Linked DNA regions of Rattus norvegicus: region 1 is linked to region 2. A link is a contact called in public Hi-C data. All regions are on one chromosome and are shown on one strand. Each heading gives the region's core, a stretch centred on a gene start, on an enhancer-like site or on the middle of the called end of the contact. The rest is flanking DNA. Distances are from core to core; before and after follow the strand shown. Region 1 holds the start of Afdn (afadin, adherens junction formation factor). Region 2 has its middle 34 kb from the start of Rnu6-395.

Region 1 (5,562 bases), core at 1,172-3,671, 64 kb before region 2:
GTAATTCGTATCCTCTTGTAGAAAACTGCTTGACTTTTAACAGCCGAATGGAATAAAAAACAAACAGAGGGTGGTAAAACTGTTCAGATTCAGCTTGGATAAAGCAGGCTGCAGCCACTGGCCTTACACTACTGCTTTGGAGAACTCAGAACTCGGCTTACTTTTATGATGCAGTGTGCTAATAAACTTAGCTTCAAACTGAAGAACAGAATAATTTTAATAGTACCCAAAGATTCTCTAAAATACAAAATAGAAAATGTGAGCTAGTCATTACATCATAAAAAGACATTTTGAAAACAAATTAATTTCATCATGAAAGGCTTTCAATCACAAGTTGTTTCTAAAAATAGCAATGTTCAGATGTAAGGGAGGATAATCTAGCATGAAAAAGGCAATTTCACCTTTAATTTTTTTCATTGTCTACACAACTCTTTACCTGCAGAAAACTGCGGGAAGGGGGAAGCATCCCCCAAAACATGCAACTTTAATAACTGTTCACCTCTCCAAAGTGATAGATAAAAAGTTCCAAATAGATGCTTATAAAATAAAATCCATTCAAATCTAAAATATTTAATTTATAATGTTTTAAAGTTAACACCTCACTTTAAGACTAAAACACTAGGCTGAATGTTACTTCTCAACAGAGACAAAAACTCGGGGGGGGGGGGGGCGACAGGAGAATTCACCTGACTAGCAATAGTTTACTTCCAAAGTTTATCCTACCATTAAAAAAAAAAAAATCAAGCTAATTATTTTGAAAGACAAGATAATGCTGAGACTTTAAATTGGTTGACAGCTCCTTTCTAAAGAATCGCTTGTAAGGCTTTGAATGAACACTAACTACACAGTAAATTTGCTTACTAAAATACAACTCGTAAAATCGTTACAGAAGATGAATTATGAATCAGGAGTAACTTAACACCGGTGTTCAAATTGGCAACGAGAACCTAATAATTTACCTTAGCTTGTCAAATAGGGCTCGAGAGAAAGGGTTCTAACTAGGTCAAGTATGCTCACAAGAAGGTGAGAGGAAAGGAGAGGGAAACCTGCCTTCCTCCACAGGCAAAATTAAGTCAAAAGGGTCATGCATGAGAGTCAATTCGAAGAGATAGCTCAGATCTACCAAGAGTGTGTTCGCAGCTAAGCGCTGGCTGCTGTGCTTTAGTCAGCCCCTCTTACAACAATTCAAAGCCAGAGCTATTTCCAGATCTGGCACAAGTCTAGGGTAAAGTGTGGGGTCGCATGGAGCAAGTCTGCCCAGCCACAACTTAACCAAAGGCCCTTGGGCCCGCTGTCACAGGAGGCTTCCCCGGGGTCCCCGCCAGCCACGCAGCTCCGCCCGCAGTCTCCCGGGTACCAGCCGGCTGGATACTTGCCCTCACCCCACCCACAAGATAGTCCAGAACTCTTCCCGCACTCCCGTTGCGTACTGCCAGAGCACCGGGCTGGAGCAGGGGTTATCGGTCCGCCCGCTGCGCGCCACCGTGCCCCGCCAGGCCCGGATGCACGAGCGCCGTGGAGCGCACGGGGCTCACACCACCGCGGGCACCGGCCGGTCACGTGGCCTCGGAGGGGCCGAGATCCGCGTCCCGACTGTAGGAAGACGCCATCAAAGAAACCGGCCGCGATGAGCGCATCCCGCAGGGGAAGGCCCACGGCCCGCACGGTCCGCGTGGGGGACCGGTGCGTTGCCAGGTGGGGGCCCGGAAGCACAGGTGGGTCGTGCGGGCACAGGTGGGCGGCCAGGTGCAGTCCTGTGGGCGCGAGCGGGGCCTGAGGACACAAGTGCGTGTCCTGAAAAGGGTCCCCGTGACACAGGTGGGGGTCTGAGGACACACGTGGGTGGCCAGGCGGGGTCCGGGGGACACAAGTGCACGTCCAGGTGCGTCTCCGCACGCAGGTGGCCGGCCCGCCCGCTGCAAGGGCTACCAAGTCGCCCTGGACCCCGCCCGAGCGGCGGGGCGCGGCAGGAGGCGACAAGGACGAGCGCCCCTAGGGACCCCGCTGGCCAGCACGGTGGGCGGAGGCCGAGGGGACAGGGCCGCGGGCGAGGGCGGGTCCGCGGGCCGGCAGGCAGGCGGGCGGGGGAGGGGCGGCCGCGGGACCCTACCGCGCTCTGCCTCCCGCGGCCTCCGCGTCGCCGGCCCGCGCGCGCCCCCTCCCCTCACGCCCCGGCGGCGGCGCTCACCTCGGTCGGCTGGCTGATCTCGAACAGGTCCAGCCGGTTGGCGTTCCAGTGGTGAATGATGTCGGCCAGCTTCCGCCGCTCTTCGTCGCGGCCGCCCGCCGACATGATCGCGGCGGCTCCTCTCCGCGACCCGCTGGGCCGGAACACCTCAGGCCGCCTCACCACCACCACCGCCGCCGCCGCAGCCGCCGCGCGTCCTCCGCCAGGCTCGGCCCGCGTCCGGCCCGCGCCGCCTCAGCCCGCCTCAGCCGCGGCCGGTGCGCCGAGCGCCGCCCCCCGCCCTCCCGCCGCCGTGCGCGCCCGCCCGCCGTGCGCGTCCCCGTGAGAGCGCGCTGCGCACCGCCGCGCCGCTAGGTGCTGCCCCGTGGTCGCGCGCGCGTGCGTGCAGGGGGCGCGCCGGGTGTCTGCGGGCAGTACTTGCTCTGTGCCGGCGCTGTGAGTCTAGACTGGAACCGCTTGGTCCTGAGACCGCGTTGGGTCCGCCCTGGGTAGGCTGAGGTGTGACGAACTTGCCAGCGAGCGGCCGGGCGGCACCCTGACGGGCGGGGCGGCCGGGAGCTGCCTAGCCGGGTGGACAGGTGGGCGTGGGCTGCGCGGCCGGCGGAACTGGCCGGCCATCCCGCCGCGGCCCTGACGCCTGGGCTGCGCTGGCTGCTAGGGTCAAGTCCCAGCTGACCTTTCTCCCGAGGAAAGATAAATTATTATGGTTGTGTGTGAGCGTCAGTGCAAATGTTTTCCGAGTCCTCCTCCGGCTCAGGGTGACTTTTGGATCCCCCGCATTCCTCAGCCCCTGGCAGGGAGCGGCGGCGCTCTTTGTGTCTCCGGGGAGCGCACGCCACCTCGGGGGAAACAGCGAACCCGAGTTAGAACGGGGAGAGACATAGCTTCCCCTAGCGTGAGATTTTTAATCTTTTAAAGCGCCCCGGTGAACCTAGAAACCCAAAAATTAACTTGAACAGCAAATGCTCTGGGTTTTACAGACGTTTGTTTCTTTGTCTTTTTTCATTGCCTCTTCCGTGCCAAAAATATCTGTTCGCTGGAGAACACATCCGGAAAGAGCTGTTTTCCCCTGTTCATCCAGGTAAAACTGGTGTTTGGCATGCTCTGTGGCATGCTCTAAGGGAAAGCCTTAGGAGCTAAAAGAGTAATACACTGTATTTAACACGACCTCTTTACTTCTGCTATCTCCCTCTTCCAGTGAGAAGCTATGTTTGTCTCTCTACCAGTTGGATTTCTTCTTTTGTAGGAAAGAAGAGCATCTGTCCCCCAGGCTGGGCTTTGTCTTCCTTTGCTTTGCGACTGCACTAGCACAGCAAGGCTACATAAGGGGGCCTTTCAGCAGAGGAGCCTGGTGTTGAACTCGTGCCATAGGGAATGAATTCTTCTATAGACCCCTCGTCCTCTTCTGCAAGTTAAAGGAGGGGTGATTTGCAAAAAAAAAAAAAAGAAAGAAAAAAAAAAAAAGAAAAGCATATGTGTATGAATGTGTCTTCCTGTCCTAGCATTCTGTTCCTTTGTGCCTTTAAGTTCTTGTGCTTTTGTGTGGACTCCACTGTCAGTGTAGCTCAAGACCCTCACTAGCCTCCACACTCATAGTTCCCCCTTCTAGAGCCCGTGTAAACTGGTTTTCACAGCATGAGCTGTATTCCTGCTGAAGAACTGGCTTTTACAGAATTAGGTTGCCAAGCTAGCAATTAGACAATGAACACCCATGGCACTGTGTTGCTAAAGGGAAAATTCAGTATTGCTAGAAACTGAAAATGGACTCTGCAGTGTTGTTTTTATGGGAAGAAATGTGTATGGAGAGAAGCCGCCATACAGTGCAAGGCTTCAAATCCATGTCAGCTACCATTGGTTTCTGGTTTACTTTAAAAAGCTCCATCTGTATCATCTTGACCAGTGAATCAGTTCCCAAAGTATAAATCATTGTAAGTTATTAGTATATTGATAAAGGCTTAAAAGCAACTCGAAATCTACAGAATACCTGTGATTCTCTCACAACCAGGACTCAAAGAACTATTCTGTGTTCAGCCAAGGAGAGCTTTAGGCTGGCCCATTATTCCAATCCTCATTGTTTGAGACGAAAAGATAAATGAGGAGTGGTAGGCCAGGCCTGTGTTCTAAGAACAGGGAGGCGTGGCAGGAAGATGAGGAATTGAAGGCCATCCTTCAGAGTGAGCTAGAAGTTCAAGAAGAAGCATAGGGAACCAAAACAATGTTCTGAGTCATGTGTCGTGATGACCATAAAAGAAGAAAGGGGCATAGGGTAGCCATGGTGATACAGCCTGTGTCCTGAATTTGAGGGGGACAGGTGCTTAAGCCAAGGGCTCACTGGGGCTGCAAGTCAGTGGTACAGAGGTTCCCAATGTGCATGAGGCCCCGGGTTCTGTCACCAGCACCATAAAGAGAATTATGCTTACAGATGTTCAAATGACACGTGAGGATAAAACCCTGACCCTTTTGTCCTTAAGCATGGTGACTGGTCACACCTGACAGTGTGATGTGGAAAAAGAAGAAAAGCCCAAAACCTCAGTGAGCTTCATTAACCACGTCCAGTCCAGAAACAGATCTAGTGAAAGAGTGTATGTGAAGTCCAACAAGGCTGCACTAGGTGAGGCCGACTGTAATCCAGTTAGTCAGTTGTGAACATTTAAGTTCCCACTTGATACTTCAGTCCAGATCTTCCCTTTTCAAGATATTAAAATGTTAGTGGCCTATTAAACAGTAAGAACTATCAGTACTGAGCCAGGCAGTGGGTACGCACGCCTTTATTCCCAGAGCTCAGGAGGCAGAAGCAGGTGAATTTCCGTGAATTCAAAGACAGCCAGGACTACACAGAGAGAACCCCTGTCTTGAAAACCAAACAAACAGAAAAACAAAAACATCAGTACTAGTATGGTGGGGGAAATATATGAGAACAAGTAAATTACAAGATGTTAGTTTTCCTTTCCTCCTTTTTTTTGACAGTCTTATGTTTCTCGGACTGGCCTTGTATTTACTCTGTAGCCAAAAATGACCTTGAACTCTGATCCTCCCCTGTACCTCCTGAGTAACAGGGCTATGGTGGGGGCTGTTGGGGTTGGGGGCTACGTACCACTTCCAGCTTATGCTGTACTGGGGGTTTGAACACTTGGCTTCCTGAATGCGAGGCAAGTACTCTACCAACTGAACTATATCCCCTTTGAAATTTATGTTCAGTAAAGTAATTTAAAAAAACCAAATCACTGAAGCTGGAGAGATGACTCACAGGTTAAGAATTTTGTCTGCTCTTCCAGAGGTCCTGAGTTCAATTCCCAGCAACTACATGGTGGCTCACAGCCATCTGTAATGGATATTATAAAAACAAACCAAATTTATCAACTTATTTTGTATGT
Region 2 (5,777 bases), core at 125-2,624:
CAATTCAAGTTACAAATGACCTTTCTTGGCGTGGCTGTGGGGAGCTTTTACATCCTTGCCTCCCCAGACTATGCTGGCAACAGTCTTTCTTGGTTTGAGTAGTGGCTTTGGGCCACCCACACCACTCAATCCCTAGAGAAGTATGAGGGCCTCTTCAGGTCGCCCATCTTTTCAGAGGAATAGTAGGGGAAGAATATTTGCTCAGTTTAAAACACAGATTCTCAGGGGCTAGAAAGATGGTTGATGGTGGGGCTCAGCGGTTGAGAGCACTGACTGCTCTTCTTCCAGAGGTCCTGAGATCAGGTCCCAGCCACCATGGCATGGCTCACAACCATCTGTAATGGGATCCAATACCCTTTTGTGTGTCTGAAGACAGTGACAATGTACTGATATACATAAATAATTAAGTCTTAAAACAAACACAACCCATGGACCCTCCATCTGTGCAGCAGCAAGCGTTGGTGGAGAAGGTCCTTAGCATAGCTGCCAGCTCAGCTCTGACCTCCATCTGTGTCTGGTACCCAGCACGGGGACAATCTAGCTTCCCCAGTGAGACCCCAAGCCAGGGTTCAAGGAGCCCACCTCACTTTGTCTCCTATGTGCTTGGTGCATTGGACTTTCTCCAGGATGGGCTCTTTTAGCCAAGAAGCATGGACTTCCAGTTGCCTTCTGGGCAGACGTGGAGGACGGCACATTCACGTCTAACATCAGAGGGGAGATGAGTAACCAGATGACACCTGAGCAGGAGAAAGCCTGCTTTGCCTGCTGCAGGCAGGCCTTTGCTTTGTAGGCAGTTCCAGGGCTCTGTAGGACTGAGAGCAGGGTCTGCCCAGGAGGGGCTCGTAGACATGAGATCAGAGCAGCCAGGGGTCAACCAGGAGGGCTCTGAGGAGTTTTTCACGGTACTTTTTTGTCTCTTCAGACCCTGACATCATGGCTGGGCTGGATGCCAGCAGAAGGTGTAAACTGCTGTCTCACTCTTTTGGAATCCCAAGGAATTTACAGAAACTCTCTGGGGTTCTCTTACATGTGAAATGAGGACGTCCTGTTCACTAGCTTCACGGGTATATGTGTTGGACAGAGGGCCCTGGAGCAACCTCTAGGAGCTCCATCTCTGCATGCTGTGTCCTGAGGGGAGTTGGACGGCTCCAGACACCTCAAGGTTCAGTGTAGCTCAGGTCTCCGCCAACGCCATTGGATCTTCCACAGCCTTTCGGTGTTGGGCTCTATGGAGACTGCCTCTAGGTCTAAGGCCCCAGGCACTGGGTCACACCCTTGGCATTCACTCAGCTTTCATCCAAGTGGATTGGAGCTGCCGCTGTGAACCATAGAAGAGGGCGGAGCCAGCAGGCTCCACATTTTGCAAGCTCACTGGGGAGTAGCTTTGAAAGCACTGTAATTTAACCCAGATCACAAGGGCATTGCAAGTTCAGGGCACCATCCTGGGCACTGAAAGGCCTGTTTTTGTTGTGGCTAATGGGTATGGCTGTGAGTAGGGACTTAAATAGCCTTTTCCCTCCAGGATAATGGCCAGACACTGTCAGGAAGTTGCACAATGTCAAATCTGAGTCCAGGACACAGTAGAGTTCAAAAAGATAGAGTGGAGTAGGTTGAATGTCAGCCTCTTTGGATGAATTTAGGCCTTTGTCTAAAATGAGCTGTTTGGCCAGAAAGCCCACACTTGTGCAAACACCGAGAGAGAGGCCGAGTCCACTGTGGAGCATGGAAAATTCTTGTATCAATTCCTCGTCGTATTCTTTGAAAAATGCCTTACTTCAGAGGAAGAGGATCAAACAGTGGGGCTGGATATGGGTCAGAGGTTTAAGGAAGGCTTGTGTGTCCACACAGGATTTCCTTCCTTGCTCAGGGAATGCAACGGGAATCCCCGCCCTGAGCTGTGTTTGCTCAACAGCCTGGGGACAGTTTCCAAGCCGGAGTTCCCCACACAGGTGGACAAATGTGGGAGCAGCTCCTAGAACGAATGACAAGGTAACCAGGGTGAGACAGAATGGTCTGCCCAGGAGGAAGGACTGTGGGATTGAGCAGGTAGAGGGGCTGACAGGCAAGCGAATGAGGTAAAGTTGAACTCATGAGTTCGTGTGCTGGGTTGTAAAACTGGTGAGCTGTTTCTTTCAGACACACCGTGCCACGGGAGAGCCACTGAGGAAAGCTGTGTGTCCTGTCCTGCCTCTCTTCCACTTTGGCTTTGTCCCCTTGTTCTACATGGCAGAGAGTCAACACAGCCCCCCTGGGACAGTCTCTACAGTGGTCTTTCTGGGTATTGCCTGTCCGATCTCTAGTAGGGAAGAGGAATGACAGGCCACATGAAGGACGGCTCAGCCGAGACAGAGGAAGGACTTCTCTACACGGAGAGAGGGTTGAGACACAGCTACACTCAGACACAAATGCCCCTCAGTTTCCCAGTCTCTAAAATACACTCAGACTTCATATTTAATTGGATATGATTTGAGACAATATACTTCTGTTCCTGTGTCTGTCACAAAATAGTCCCCAGTAAATGGCAGCTATCACTAAATATGTTTTTAATTATACTTACTCATCCAGCAAATTACATGCACTCGTGTATGTGTGCCATGACGTGTATGACGTCAGAGGGCAACCTGTGGGAGTCCATTCTCTCTTTCCACGACCAAGGGATTGAGCTCAGGCTGTTAAGCTTGGCAGCATATGCCTAGAGCCAATAAGCCATCTCTTGGGCTGTGCTCTTTTAAAATGACTTCGTTCTCTTGGAGCACTTTTAGTCTCCCAAAGAAACTTGAGAGGAGGATGTAGAAATTTCCCATGGACCTACTCCTTCAGGCAAAGCCAAGACATTTCCCAAACGTCCCAGTTGTAGCGGCGAGTTTTTGCTATAACATTTTATGTTCCTGGTGGGTGGAGCTTTCCGCTGCCCACCCCAGGGAATCTTTGAATTCTAGAATGAAACACACACACACACACACACACACACACACACACACACACACACACAACCTTGTTTATTTTTCTTTTGGTTCTTTTTTTCGGAGCTGGGGACCGAACCCAGGGCCTTGCGCTTCCTAGGCAAGCACCCTACCACTGAGCTAAATCCCCAGCCCCCCCTTGTTTATTTTTGAAATACCTTTGCTATCTCAAAGGTTAGGCACTCATAAACCTTCCCTGTGCCCCACCACAAGTCCAGTTGGGAAAGTGGCCGGTGGCTACCCCGTTGGATTCTCACATGGCTGGTTGGCTTTTTCTCCTGCAGCTCCTGCGTCCCGTCCTTCTGAGTCATGGCGATCCCACATCTCCTCCGAACTCCATTCTAGCCCTTGCAACTCTCAGGGTCCTGCCCCGGGTTCCTTTGTCCAACCACTGGCTGCTGGCATCTCTATTGATTGATAAAAAAAACTAGTGGGGACAAGGACCCTTAATGTTTGGATGTGCAGATTCCTGACTGAATCAAAGCATTAGAACCAATCTAATACAATCTAACCAATTAGTACACTTGCTGCGCAATGAGCATCCACCCACAGTCCACATTTGCTTAGGGTTTCCCGTGGTGTCTCTCTCGAGCACAAAGACTTGTCTATGCATATGCAAATTCTCACTGCCCTGAACAGTAACAAACTACCTGCAATTATCATATTAGGAAGGAAGAAAAGGGTTCCTTGGGCTCATAGGGTTAGAGATTTGAGTCCCCAGCTGATTGAGGGCTGTGAACAGGAACTCATGAGAAGAAGCTGTGTCTGCAGAGACTGCTTGATGGATTAAAGCTTAGAGTACTGTGGCAGAACTAGAATGTTGCAGGTCCAGAGGCCAACCACTGTATCTTGGGCTAGCTTTAGCTCTCTGGAACAGCCAACCATTTCTTGTCCACTTCTGTGTAAGATCTAAAAAGCCTATGCCTAATAGATTTAAAAAAAAAAAAAAAGAACCTTTTGAAATCTATTAACAGACTACTAGCTTCCACCAACCCCACAGCTAAGACTGACATCACATAGCATTTTGGGCCAACAGAAAAGCTTCCCCGTCTTGCTGTTACCACCTCACTGATGTCCCCACCAATGTATTTTTAAAGTCGCCTTGATTTATGACTATCTTTTTCATGATTTTTTTTTTTTTTTTGTAAAACTGTAAGACTTGATGAGACTGCTTCCATGTTGAAAGTTGGAATTTGGAGTTACCTAATTCTGTGTTCCTGAACTATGGTCACTCAAAACAGCTCCAGAACAAACTATCTCTTATTTCCTTCAAGATGATAGCTATGGTTTTTGCAAAGGTGGCATCTTGTGGTGGGGCCACGTATCAGAGGAAGTTTGTTTACCTTACTCCCATCAGGAGCAAAGACACGGACAAGAACCTAAAGTCCTAATATTCCTCAGTCATTCCACACTGCCAAATCTCAAACTTTTCCCCACCAGGCCTGACTCATCATAGCACCAAGCCAAGGACCATGCCTTCAACACCTACGCTTTTGCAGAACCGAGCCATGGTACTCCCTCCCATGTAATAGCAGATAGTCACTGGCCTCACTAAGGCCCAAACACTGTATAGCTAAAGTTAAGATTGCTTCTTTCACCGTGGGAGATTTTTATTTCCTGTCATGCCTTGAGAGATCATTGCTTTTTAGTATCCAATGATATCCCATGGTTTGGCGTACCACAGTTTTGCTTATTTGTCTGAAGAACGTCAGGGTTACTTTTGATTATGAATAAAACTACATGAGCGCCCAGTGAAGCTTGATAAGTTCCGACTCCTTTGGAATCAGAGCTCACGGTTTCCTCAGCATTAGGTCTGCAGCTTTGGCTTCCTGGAGGAATCCTTTACTAAGTCAGGGAAGTTCCCTTCCATGCCTCGTTCTCTAGGGGCAGGGAGCTGATATTTTCGTAGCTGAGCAAGAAAGGGTTAAGGAGAGTTCACACTCAGAGCTGGTAAAAGGTGCTCATGTCAAGAACATTCCCAGCATTCTGAGCAACACTTCATGTGTCCTTGTGAGAGGAAACCCAACCAAAGGCTACAAAGAGCTGACTTGGGATTGGAGCCCAGTACACCAATAGGTCTTTCTTTCCAAGTTTCTTCAGGAGAAATTCCTCCAGTGGGGTTGGGAGGAAGGAGTGTAGGTGTCTGCTATCTGATGGGACCCCAGAGTAAGGCTGCTATGGACTCTAAGAAACTCACCGTGGTGCTAAGGTCCCAGCAGCTGGCTTTGGGCCTATTGACTGCCACCTATGTGTGAGCTCAGCCTAGCTCTGGACCCCAGAGACCCTCAGGGAAAGCAGGTAATGCCACAATTTATGAGAAATGCTTTTCAAATGCTCTGTTTCTCTTGAGACAATTCTGAGAGTGAGAGATGGGGTAGAAGAGGTCCCCTCCTGAGTGCTCAGGTGACCTGGTATGGTCTCCTGTAACTAGTTGGTGCCATAACAGTTGTGGACACAGAAACTGTTCATGAACACTACTCTCTCCCAGTCTACTGATGACTAAGGAGTCACTACTACTGTTTAGAAACCACACTAAGGAAGTTATGTTACTATATCCTGTTTGAGTCTGAAATCTTGACAGAGAGTAGAGAGGGGTTCACAGATGTCTCTCCTACATGACTCCTCAGCACAATTCTGTGTCACTCTTAACTGGGAAAGCTGGGAGTCTGGTGTTACCTCAAACCAGGTCAGTAGCATCTTGTCCTGTCCCAGTGGGCAGGAGCTCTCTGTGTAGATCTTGGCTCTTTATCCTGGATTTATTTTCTCCACAACTGGGTAAAATCCTGCCAAGCCAGTAGCTGGGGAGCCAGCACC

The links. A called contact is a pair of places that touch in the nucleus more often than the background predicts.
Region 1: a contact with region 2 is called in a Hi-C map of liver, with 2.6 times the contacts expected there. The contact joins the promoter of Afdn here to the enhancer-like site in region 2. A contact is called at or near these places in 2 of 12 Hi-C or Micro-C datasets (kidney and liver).

Annotation. Positions count from the first base shown.
Region 1 is chr1:58,038,500-58,044,061 of GRCr8, reverse strand. It overlaps Afdn (afadin, adherens junction formation factor), which reads right to left and starts at 2,421. Exons shown (of 34, transcript NM_013217.3): 1 at 2,189-2,421. The coding sequence starts at 2,293. LOC120100106 (a long non-coding RNA gene) reads left to right here. Exons shown (of 5, transcript XR_005499870.2): 1 at 1-1,715.
Region 2 is chr1:57,973,423-57,979,199 of GRCr8, reverse strand. No RefSeq gene overlaps it. Among named protein-coding and RNA genes, the nearest start is that of Rnu6-395, 34 kb to the right of the region's middle. Within about 2 kb of position 1,374, at least 41 of the 93 cell types and tissues checked have an H3K27ac peak or open chromatin away from gene starts, as enhancers often do. A contact at or near this core is called in liver, where this site is marked.